Linked DNA regions of Mus musculus: region 2 is linked to region 1. Evidence: chromatin contacts called from public HiChIP or PLAC-seq data. All regions are on one chromosome and are shown on one strand. Each heading gives the region's core, a stretch centred on a gene start, on an enhancer-like site or on the middle of the called end of the contact. The rest is flanking DNA. Distances are from core to core; before and after follow the strand shown.

The links. HiChIP or PLAC-seq counts read pairs in DNA pulled down with a chosen protein or histone mark.
Region 2: a contact with region 1 is called in an H3K27ac HiChIP or PLAC-seq map of embryonic stem cells, with 7 read pairs. The contact joins two enhancer-like sites. A contact is called at or near these places in 6 of 39 promoter capture datasets (the 3T3-L1 cell line, 3T3-L1-derived adipocytes, frontonasal cranial neural crest and 3 more), 1 of 484 Hi-C or Micro-C datasets (nephron progenitors), 5 of 115 datasets of contacts at active chromatin or transcription factors (the SCID.adh cell line, craniofacial prominence, embryonic forebrain and 2 more) and 2 of 9 other capture datasets (adipose tissue and pancreatic islet).

Annotation. Positions count from the first base shown.
Region 1 is chr5:139,033,296-139,036,174 of GRCm38.p6, forward strand. All of the region lies in intron 9 of Prkar1b (protein kinase, cAMP dependent regulatory, type I beta), which reads right to left. Among named protein-coding and RNA genes, the nearest start is that of Pdgfa, 40 kb to the left of the region's middle. Within about 2 kb of position 1,281, at least 72 of the 459 cell types and tissues checked have an H3K27ac peak or open chromatin away from gene starts, as enhancers often do. A contact at or near this core is called in embryonic stem cells, where this site is marked.
Region 2 is chr5:139,165,745-139,168,444 of GRCm38.p6, forward strand. It overlaps Dnaaf5 (dynein, axonemal assembly factor 5), which reads left to right. Exons shown (of 13, transcript NM_001081265.2): 7 at 316-459. Among named protein-coding and RNA genes, the nearest start is that of Dnaaf5, 17 kb to the left of the region's middle. Within about 2 kb of position 1,292, at least 69 of the 459 cell types and tissues checked have an H3K27ac peak or open chromatin away from gene starts, as enhancers often do. A contact at or near this core is called in embryonic stem cells, where this site is marked.

The sequences.
Region 1 (2,879 bases), core at 31-2,530:
CCTTGGGTTAGTCTACACTGCATTCAGGTACCCCCAGGGACATGCAGTGATTATCTGGCCTTCCTTCTTCCTGCAAAGGTAATCTCTACACCCCAGCAGGGAGGCAGGCACTCTGATGTTAGGTCTGTGTTCCCAGGCCTGGGGCTAGCTGAGAAATGTGTTGTTTTGCAGTCGCTTCAACACTGTGGACATTCATAAAATTAATTTGCTAAGCGGGGAGATAAATCCAATGCCGTGTTCCCATGGCAACACTTCCCATGCTGCCCAATTTCAGTCTTAAGATTTTATGGGAAGCCATCCTTCCTGGTCCAGCTGCTTCCCTGGCCACACAATCAGGGCCCAGGAATTGGGCAGTGGGCGGGGTGGGGGTGGGGGCAGCTTGAATTGAGGAATGCGGGTCTGGAATCCGAGCTGCTGAGAAATCACTTTTCCCACCCAGCTCCTGTCCAGCTCCTCTTGGGTTTTCCTGGAGAGCTGTGGGAGACCTTGGATCCAGATGAGGTCATCCTTGCCTGCAGGTCCTGGCAGGCCCAGCCCAGGCCCAGGGTACCCCCTACTAGGAGGCCAGCCAAAGCTGTGTCCTGCCAAACACAGGGCCCAGACCCAGCAGAGGCTTTGTCCTATCTCAAGGGCTCCTGGCCCAGGGTAGCTCACCCCAGGGGAACAGAGGCAGGAAGGTGACACAGTAGGGAGTGAGCTCAGACAGTAGCAGGGACCCTGCACCACCCGGATTTGTGACTTCCACCTTTGTGTCCTAGGCGCCTGGCTCCCACCGGTGGGTGTGTCTGCAGGAGGCACGCCCAGCTCCTGCCCTGCCTGCTGAGTGTTTTCTAGAAGCTCTGAGGATCAGGTGTCTGAGAAGTTGGCAGCTTCCCATCCTGCTCAGGGGTAGCCACTGTGAATACAGCAAAGAGAAACAAGCTACTTGGCCTCGGAGGGTGCAGCCCTGCAGATGCCTCTACGAAGCACATAAGCTGGCTCCAACTCCTTAATCGGCCTGTTCTCCTTGTGGTAGCGAGGCTCCCAGGAGCCAATGGTATTAATCCCCTTCTGGATGTCCCCATAAGTGGTGTGGAAATCAGGTCCAGAAACAATCACATCTTGTTGGCGTAGCAGGAGCCAGGCACACACAGGCAGCCAGTATGACATCCTATAGCTCTCAGAGCATTGGGGCTCAGGGACATGGGGAGGGGGGCAGGGAACAGGGGACAGAGATGTGGGCTTCATAGCTAGGCTTCCCAGGACTGCCAGTGTCCTCCTCGAGCAGGGCAGGGTGTGCCTGTTAGTCTAGCTCTCAAGGACACAGTTTACAAAACAAGTTCAGAAAATCCACACTAGGACGGTGTGATAACTACCACAAGAGATGTGGCTGTGAGACAGGGCAGGGGCAGGGGCAGGGGCAGGGGCAGGGGCAGGGGCAGGGCAGGGGCAGCCCAGGTGTGAGAGAAACAGGAGACTTCACGCCTCAAGAAGAGGAGCTCAGACATAGCCGCAGGGAGCTGGGCTTGACCCTCCATGCACATCTGCCTTAGATGTGGCCGGAGCCTCCCCCAAGCCGTGTGAATAAGCTGCACAGTCCCCAGCAATGCATTCTGGTCCCCGTGGACTTGGGGTCTGTGGGTTAACTTTCCAGATTCAGTTCATCACAGAGGAAGAAGGGTATTTAAAAAAAAAAAAAAGCCACGTTGCCAAGGAGACCACTTCAAACACACTTTATAAGGTTGTGAAAAGTATACCTTCCCCTGGGGTTGGGTTACATCCCAGAGGCCCAGACAATATAACTGTTCATGTGAATGAGGCCCAACCTCTCCCTCATCTCCAGTCAATGAAGGCTCAAGCTGACTGATGCCAAGGCCACCCTGGGAAGCAGACGCCTTCTTAGAAACCTTTCTGCATGGTGGGGGCTTATGAAGAAGGTGGTTCCAGGCCAGCCCCACTGCTTGAGATTCCCCCAAGGTAACTGGCAGTCAACACACTGTCCCCAAACAGCAGAACCTTCTGGAAGATCAGGGGCACCCTGAGGTCAAACCTCACACCTGTCACCAGAGAGACATGAAGAGAGGGGAGGGACACGTGAAACACACAAAGCAGGGCGGGGTGTGCCTGTTAGTCTAGCTCTCAGGGGGCTGAGACAAGCAGACCACTTCTAATTCAAGGTCAAATTCATCTACAGAGTAAGGCTGCCTTGAAAAAGCCAAAGAGAAGATGGGGGAAATGCCTTACCTGACAAAGTGCTTACTGTGCAAACCTGAGGACCTGAGTTTGATCCCCAGCATTGACATAAAAAGTTAAGTGTCATAGCATATCCTTGTAAGCCCAGGATTGGGGGAGTAGAGACAAGAGGGTCGCTGGGGCTGCCTGACTCCATTGGAGTTCTTCTCTCTCCCTTTCTTTCCCTCACGGAGACAAGGCCACTCCACAATGCCCAGGTTGGCCTAGGACCCCCGATCTTCCTGCTTCAGTCTCCCAAACAGTGGGATTATAGGTGTGTACCATCATGCCCAGTGTACCTTCACTTCTCAACCTGAAGATGGGCTCCTACAGACTCCGAGACGAGCATCACACAGAGCCCATAGCCATGACCAATCACAGAGCGATGCAGAGCAGAGGACTTTCAGAACTATAGGAGGGGAAGAGGCAGGAAACAACACTGGAGGGGAAGGTGACAGGCACTCTGGAAACTCTACAGTTCCCACTGGGATGTCAGCCATCATCCCAGTCCTTGGAGCCGGAGAACTAACCTTCTTCTGCCAGATGACTCGTCACATAGATGTCCCTGACATGATTGTACCTTTCTTTCTAAAATGGTCAGGGATGGCCTCTTGGGTTAGAGGTCTGTGTGGAGCCAATCCCACCAGCACACACACACACACACACAC
Region 2 (2,700 bases), core at 42-2,541, 130 kb after region 1:
ATGCAGCTCTGGCTGGCCTGGAATTCGCTTGTAGATCAGGCTGGCCTTGAACTCCTTAGTTCACCTCTACTCCCAAGCACTGGGATTAAAGTACCCCACACCATCTGCTGGCCCATGATAAGTATTCTTTATCCCTCTGAAGCTTCCCTGTTGGCCCACTGTGCCCTCCTCTGTGGCTGTGTTCAGGTCAAGGCCTGCAGCCCTCAAGTGGGGTGCAGCAACTTCTCTGGCTCTTGCTGCGTGTGTGCGTGGTGGGTACCACACTGGCAGTGGGCTGTGGAGGGAGGGATGCTAACTCCCACTGTTGTCTTCCAGAATCTCTACCTGGAGCATCTGCTGCTGTGTGTGCAGGCCCTGCTGTCTGTATGTCAGGAAGACTGTCGAGCTGCCAGCCTGCAGTTCCTGGAGGTGCTGGTGACAATAATGGCAGTCTCAGATGCCGTGGGTCTTGAGAAGAAGGTAAGGGCACAGCACCCTGCAGCTACAGTCTCTCTCTACAGGAAATGTAGTTGTCTTCTGTTAGTCTTTAGCATGGTTGAATTTCACACCTGGGGCAGGCTTGACTAGCAAAGGTGAATGAATTCAGAATATTTAGAAGGAGTCTCTCACAAGGTGGCCTCCAGGGAATGACCCCTTTATATAGTCATATTGGGATGCTGGACGGACCCTCTAATCTCTTGGTGCTTCAAAATGCTCCTGATCAGCCAAAAGCTATAGTGAAGGCTGATGACTGTCCAGTGTAGCACAGCTCTTAGAGTTATTTCTGTCCCCTTGACTCTGCATTTAAGCTTTAATTTTATTTATTTATTTTGCTTTTGTTATTGTTGTTGTTCTGTTTTTTTAGATGGCCTTATTATATAGCCCAGGCTACCCCTGAACTTCTGAAGGCAAACTTCTGTCTCACAAATAAGGTGGAGAATAACTGAAGTAGGCCCTCAGCGTCAGCCTCTGTTTTCCCGTGCGCGTGCGCGCACATGCATAAATCCCTAACGTAGAATTCCTGTGAGCCTCAATAACCATCTGGGCCAGATGCTACTTCTTCAGGGTGAGCCCAGAGTAAGGCTCTCAGCCACCGCCCTGGGCCTGCAGGAGGCTTAGGTTCCTGTGGAACCCTACCTGAGGGGGCCTTTTCCTCTCTTGTTGGGGACTTTCTCTATTCAGATTCTTCTCTGTGAAGAAACCTTTGCAGAGAGTACGTGTCATATGTCATCAAAGACAGCTTGTCACTGATAGGACTATGAGTTCTAGCAAGGCTGTGCGTGCAGGCCACAGGAAGGAAGCCAGACCCATCAGGTCAGGAAGAGATATATATGGCCCACTGCCCTGGGGGAATGTCAGGGACTGCCTAGTGTATTAAACCCTCCTTCAGCCCCCCACTAACCTTTGTGGTTGGTTCCAGAGAGGCCAGCGAGTACTTTCAACCCTGAGATCTGCTCTGGGTAGGAGAGCTATGCGGGGAGGGTGCAGGCAAGGCAGCCTTCAGTTTTACAGTTTGGGAGATTTGGGTGGTGGCTTTGTTGTGGGTGTGAGGGTGGAGGGTTGTTCGCAGCTGGGGGTGGGGCTAGGGCCTTTCATGTCAGCTTCAGTGTTTCAGGGCTTTTATTTTGTTTGAGTTTTTGGCTTTTTTAGTTGTGTACATATGTGTATTTGTATGTGGGCATGACCACATGTGTCCTGAGAAGCCAGAGACATCGGATCCCCAAGAATTGTAGTAACAGATGGCTGTGAGCCCCCTGACATGGGACCCTAACACAGGACCTCTACAAGAGAGCATTGGGCCATCTCTCTAGACATGGTTTTTTGTGTTTGTTTTGTTTGTTTTGGTTTTTGGTTGGTTAGTTTTTTGACACAGGGTTTCTCCCTGGCTGTCCTGGAACTAACTTTGTAGAGCAGGCTAGACTCAAACTCATAGAGATCTGCCTGCTTGTGTCTCCTGAGTGCTGGGATTAAGGCATGCATCACCACACCCAGCTGGACTTTTGTTTTTTAAATGTGGTCTTTCTGTGTAGGGCAGGCTGACTTTGAACTCTTAATCTTCCTGCCAGAGCTATCTATAAATAGTAACAGGGTTTTTTTTTCATGCTCGTATGTGTGTGTGGGCATGTGTGCTTTTCCATGTGACTATGTGTGTAAGTGTATGTGTGCATGTACATGTGAGTGTGTGTGAGTGTGTGCATGTATGTGTGAGAGTGTGTGTGTGTCTGTGTGTGTCGATGCCATTCCTCTGGCATCATCCAGAGTTTCTCTTTCTTTGCCTTCCATTTTATTTTTGAAAGACTTTTTGATTTTTGTGTGTGTGTGTGTGTGTGTGTGTGTGTGTGTGTACGTGTACATGAGTGCAGTACCTGCAGAAGATGGACAAGAGTTTCAAATTCCATGGAGTTAAGAGTTGTGAGCTGGGGGCTGGAGAGATGACTCAGTGGCTAAGAGCACTGACTGCTCTTTCAGAGGTCCTGAGTTCAATTCCCAGCAACCACATGGTGGCTCACAACCATGTGTAATGGGATCTGATGCCCTCTTCTGGTTTGTCTGAAGACAGCTGCAGTGTACTCATATACATACATAAATCTTCTTTTAAAATTCCTTTAAAGTTGTGGATATGACCTATTTATCATGATGCTGGGAACTAAGTTTGGGTCCTCTTCGAGAGTAGTATGTGCTCTTAATTGCTGAGCATCTCTCTGGCCCTACCTATTTGCC